2 separate regions of the Mus musculus genome follow, and region 1 is linked to region 2. A link is a contact called in public HiChIP or PLAC-seq data. All regions are on one chromosome and are shown on one strand. Each heading gives the region's core, a stretch centred on a gene start, on an enhancer-like site or on the middle of the called end of the contact. The rest is flanking DNA. Distances are from core to core; before and after follow the strand shown. Region 1 holds the start of Agtpbp1 (ATP/GTP binding protein 1). Region 2 has its middle 28 kb from the start of Slc28a3.

Region 1 (2,855 bases), core at 24-2,523, 920 kb after region 2:
ACCATATGTAACTCCAATTCCAGTGAATCTGACACATTCTTCTGACCTCCTCAGGTACACACATGGTGCACACACACATGCACACACAGGCACACACACATATGTATATATACATATGCATATGCGTATAAATCTTAAGAAACTAAAAATACCACAGAAGGTTAAATTACGTTAATATATTTGACATTTATGTCATGTTGGTCAAACACATAAGGGGTCTGTTTCAGAGTCCAACAGAGATTACAATTTTAAACACTGATCCATCAATTCAAGGCAAAACTCTATGGTCATTCAAAATGACAGTGTAACTCCATTGTAGAATGTGACTCGGGAGAACGAGAAACCAAGCAAACCAGGAGAAACTCGGGTGGACTAAGGCATCGCCAAAGTGCGGCCCATTAGAGGGATCTGATTACAGATCTCCAGGACTTTGGTTTTGACATCTGGCCTGTTTTAAAATCCGTACCGTTCAAAGTGCCTTAAATAAATCATTTCTTCTGCAGCCAACGAAACCAGAAACATTTCCAAAACACAATTACAAAAATAACTTCCTCTCTCAGGGAAGCAAGGAGAACTGTGAGAATAAGTCAGAAGCTGGCCAAGGAAGAGCGAGCGCTCGGGAGAGCCACTCGACTCTGTGGACTGCGAACTGCCGGGTACCTGATGGGCACCGTTACCATTCCGAACACCTGGAGAGGGCTTGCCACAGACAGCCTGCCATGCCAGCGGGATCGCCGTCGTTACCTCACACGCCGTGCGAGACCTGCATCATCCACGGACCAGCATACACAGTCAACGTCCACCCCGACCACCCGGGGAGGTGTTGAAACTGCCGTCCACGGCGCTAAACTGTCAGGGAGCAGCCAATCAAAGGGTCCCGGGGCGCGGCAGGGCGGAGGCCAGGGAGTGGCGGGCAGCGGAGCGCGGAGGAGAGTGCACGGGGCGACGACCGCCCCGGCTCGCTCGACTGCCCGCCTCGCCGCCTGGCAGCGCGCTTCGCCTCCGCCAAGTGAACCGAGGAGCCGCCGGGAGCCGGCGAGCGGGACGCGCGGGCGGCGGGGACGCTCACCGGCTCGGCTTGGGCGCTGCGCTCGGCCTCCGCGCCCGGGACTCCCGGGGCGCACGGCGGTTCCTCGCCGCCCGCCGCCCTTCTCCCGCCGTCCGCCGCCCGCGGCCCGCCGTTTTCATACAAACCCGGGTGGCAGGAGAGGCGGAGGCGGCGAAGACGGCCGCGGAACATGCCCGCATCCCGGGCAACGTCAGCGCGGCGCCCCGCCCAACTCACGGCTCCGAGGGCCGGCTCGCGTGCGCCCGGTAGGGCGCGTGCGCGTGGGGGAAGGGCGCTTCCAGGGAAGGGCGGGACGTCGGGGGGGGGGGGGGCCCGCGGGGCGCGTGCCCGCCGGCGGGGGCGGCACGCCTGGAGGGAAGACAAGCTGCGCGTGCGCAAGGTCGGGTGGGTACCAAGAGGCGGGGCGGGGCGAGGAGGGGCGGGGCGGGGCGGGCGGGGCAGGGTGGGGCGGAGTAGGGAAAGGACTCCACTCTGGCGTGGGCAACCGGCGGTGCGCGCCCTTACCTTTGGGTTCCTGTGGGTCGTGGGCCAGTGTAAACGTGTTAGCCCGCTAGCAGATCGACACGTTCATCAAATCGCCTTCTTTTTTCCTTCCCAACCGGGGGCGTAGCTCCCAAATCCCATCAAACCTTGGGAAACAGTGAGGCTAGTCCTTCCTGACCCCAAGTTGACCCAGAACAGGCTGTGAAGGCTGTGGCGCATGGCCCATTTATCCAGGTAAATGAGATTATCTGATGGTACTGCGAACAAAATGTCATGCCCATTCATTTCAAAACGATGTTATGGAAAACCTTGGTGCAGAAGCTAAAGGCAAAAAACAGTGGGGGAGAAGTAGGGAGCATGCTTGTGTTTTGACTGTGTTTAAATACTCTGAGATACATTGTTAATAAAGACATCATTTGCCTTTTTAAGGAGCATCGACCATGCTCCCTGTTTATGGTGGTTGGTAAGGGATGTAAAATTATCACAGCATGATAGGGGACTAAACTGAGCCCTGTGGGGTTTTTATTTTGTTCTTATGTTTCGTTCAAGCAGGTTTGTGGAGGTAATTCAAAAAACGTATTCAAGGTGTGAAACAGTGCTTCATGCTACTTGCTCTTGGCAGATGTCTTTACTGAGAGGAACAAAAGACTGCCATTTTATAAATGTTGGTTTTCCCCATACCTATAACACATGTGCACATAATGATAGATTCAAGTATTTAAAATACCTTTAAACCACTCTCCACCACAAACTCCCCAAAATGAAAACGATTGTCTAAGAACATTTAGTAGTTCAAAATTCATGAGACATTATTCAAAGAACGTGTTTCTAAATCAACTTGCAATCTAGAAATACATATAAATTGAATTCCTCTTTAGCAAAGTATGGTTAATGGTCAGAACAAAGGCTCAGAAGATTGGCCCATACAGCCGGGTAACCCACAGCGTCATTGGCTTTGAAGTTATTGCAAACACACAACTTGCAGATGAATGGCACCTTTAGCAAGTGTGAGAACCTTCTCACCTGGAGAAGGATTGGGCTCCAGCTCTTATCAGACCCATGGGAGTTCCCAGCCTCAAGGACCATAACTTAAAAGCATGGAAGCACAAGGGTTTGAGCACTCGGGAATTAGCTGGCTACTTCTCTGAGCACCACACTGCTCCAGCTGTCTCCAAACCCTCAGCCAGAGCACTGTGCAGGAGCAAGGGTCCTCCAAGATCTCCCTCCATCGCCATGCTGTTAGACACCTTCTCTCCCAGAGCCACTCCTTTGAAGGCTCAGCTCAATCTTGTACGCCTCCACT
Region 2 (2,700 bases), core at 87-2,586:
AGGGCAAGCATGCTCAGAAAGGGCGTGAGGCCCCAGAGCCCAAGCAAGTAACCTGCACTGTGGACAGCTGGGGGGATTAATCATAGCCACCTGAATGAGGCTCTGATCTTTTGCAGGTAGCTCCCCAAGGGCAGTTATGAATACAGTCACAAATAACAAACTTACTTTAAATGTTAATGAGATTTTATTTATTTATTTATTTATTTATTTATTTATTTATTATAACTTGATTGTGTGGTTCTCAAGTGTGAATTTCTCAATGATAATGCTATGTGGTTATGCAGTCTCAGAGACAAGACCAGCCACCCAGCCAGGAGTGGTGGTGCACACTTTTAATTCCAATACTCTGGAGGCAGATGTAGGAGGATCTTTGTGAATACCAGATCAGCCAGAGATACACAGGGAGAAGAACATGTCTCCAAAGGAGAAAAAAAGTGTATATATAAAAAGTATATATCTTTAGGATACATATGTGTGTGTGTATATATATATATTTTTTTCTTTAAATGAATTTTGTGTGCCCCTGAGCCACATTCCCAAGATACACATGATGTATATGCAAACATTCTAAACGCAGAAAGGAAGAAAGAAAGAAAGAAAGAAAGAAAGAAAGAAAGGAAGGAAGGAAGAAAGAAAGGAAGAAAAGCATGCTGGTCCCAAAAACTTCAGATAAAGGTTACTCCACCCTCTGGAGTCTGGGTGGAGATCTCTAAGCTCATGTCTCCCCAGTCCTGGGCAGGATAAAGATGGCTGTGTGTGGTTTCCTTAGACTGAGCTGTGGTACCCAAGCTGACTGGAAACTGGAAATAGAGGCTTGTCACCATCTACCTATTGCTCATGCTCACATTTCTCCAGGCTTGTCTCAAAGATGTCTTTTTATGTTTTGTTTTATGTCTAGACTTTGATGTCATTTCCTGATTTCTCCCAATGCAGGCAGCTGCAGAAGTGTCCTGATGGGATTGGGCATTTAAACATAGCAGGAGACAGGTTTCTCTCTTTTTAAAGCACCAAACAAATACCAAGCCTGAGAAGCAGAACAATAGAAATCCTTATAGATCTTGAGCTGGAGAGTCCTGAAGGATACTTAGTTACTGTTTCCAGTAATGAACAAGACAATTATACCGTTTCCGCAGACTCTGCTGTGGTCCCCTAGGGAGGCTGCAGATTGAGACTAAATGTTCATTAGTTCTCTGGTGCTTGGGCTTAGGCCAGGGTCCTCCAGCAATGAAAAGCAGAAAGGAGTTCTTGTGGACCCAGTTCCACTACTGTCTCTGCAGCCCTATTCACTGTGTCCATGTCGTGGGCTGCTCATGGATGCTCCAGCAGATGGCGCATACTTATGAACAGTCCAATTTTCTTCCTAATGGGCTCATGCCAGCTCTGCTTGCTGACACGGCACACAATTTAACAGAGCATTAGAGATGGAGTTATTGGACTGGTGAGATTGCCACCTGGCCTGATGACCTGAATTCTACCCCTGAGACGCACATGATAGAATAAAAGCACTGACCCTGACAGTTGTCCCTTGACCTCCACAGATGTGCCACGTCATCCACGCACACACTCACACGCTCATGTGTGTGTGCACATACACACTCATAACAAATTAATGTAAAAATGAATGGTGCCACATTCACTATTTTTAGAAAGGATTTATTTTTATTTTATGTGTATGAATGCTTTGCCTGCCTGTATCTGTAGCTCATGCATGCAGTACCCATGTATACCAGAAAAGGGCATCAGATACAACCCTGAAGTTGCAGATGGTTGCCTGCCAGCTGCGGCGTGGGTGCTCAGAACCCTGTAGGAGCAGTCAGCGTCTCAGATTATAGAGTTGATGTCTTTCCCCCTTTGTTGCTTCTCTGTAGCAGGGGAGGGTTCACAAGCACGGAGTCCATCATTTGGGTGACGTCTAGATTGAAGGTCAAATTGTAAAAAGCCAGGCATTAGCAGTGCGCAGGTAGGCTCCTTCTAGAATGAAGTTCAAAGGTGCTTTCGATTAGAAAGTACAGTGCCTGGGGCTGGCGAGATGGCTTAGCAAGTAAGAGCACTGACTGCTCTTCCAAAGGTTCCGAGTTCAAATCCCAGCAGCCACGTGGGGGCTCACAACTATGGTCCATCAGTTGTAATTTCTGAAACTGCTGATAATTCTGGGGGGGGGGTCTTCGTTGAAATGTGCGTATAGGGTGTGTGAATGTATATTGGGGTATATGGCACATTTATGTGCTTTTTCTTTCTTCTCCCTTCCTTCCTTCCTTCCTTCCTTCCTTCCTTCCTTCCTTCCTTCCTTCCTTCCTTCCTTCCTTCCTTGTTTATTTATTATATGGAAGTATACTGTAGCTGTCTTCAGATACCCCAGAAGAGGGCGTTAGATCTCATTACAGATGGTCGTGAGTCACAATGCCGGTGCTGGGATTTGAACTCAGGACCTCTGAAAGAGCAGCCAGTGCTCTTAACCACTGAGCCATCTCTCCAGCCCTGGTTCCTTTCTTTATAGATCTGTGAACGTTTTGAGATGTTTTAAACATAAAGGAGAGGTTTTAAAAACTTGCAGTCTGCATGCCTCCTCTCTCCAGTTTAGTGTTCTCTTTAGAATAATTCTGAGCTTTCATTTTGAGAGAGAGAGAGAGAGAGAGAGAGAGAGAGAGAGAGAATCTTAAATGTTGTTGGCAGCGCTGCAGCTGCCGGTGGCCACTGGAG

The links. HiChIP or PLAC-seq counts read pairs in DNA pulled down with a chosen protein or histone mark.
Region 1: an H3K27ac HiChIP or PLAC-seq map of VIP interneurons shows a contact between it and region 2, with 6 times the contacts expected there. The contact joins the promoter of Agtpbp1 here to the enhancer-like site in region 2. A contact is called at or near these places in 8 of 115 datasets of contacts at active chromatin or transcription factors (VIP interneurons, differentiating embryonic stem cells, embryonic forebrain and 5 more).

The regions. Positions count from the first base shown.
Region 1 is chr13:59,556,029-59,558,883 of GRCm38.p6, forward strand. It overlaps Agtpbp1 (ATP/GTP binding protein 1), which reads right to left and starts at 1,274. Exons shown (of 26, transcript NM_001377097.1): 1 at 1,070-1,274.
Region 2 is chr13:58,637,820-58,640,519 of GRCm38.p6, forward strand. No RefSeq gene overlaps it. Among named protein-coding and RNA genes, the nearest start is that of Slc28a3, 28 kb to the left of the region's middle. Within about 2 kb of position 1,337, at least 13 of the 459 cell types and tissues checked have an H3K27ac peak or open chromatin away from gene starts, as enhancers often do. A contact at or near this core is called in VIP interneurons, where this site is marked.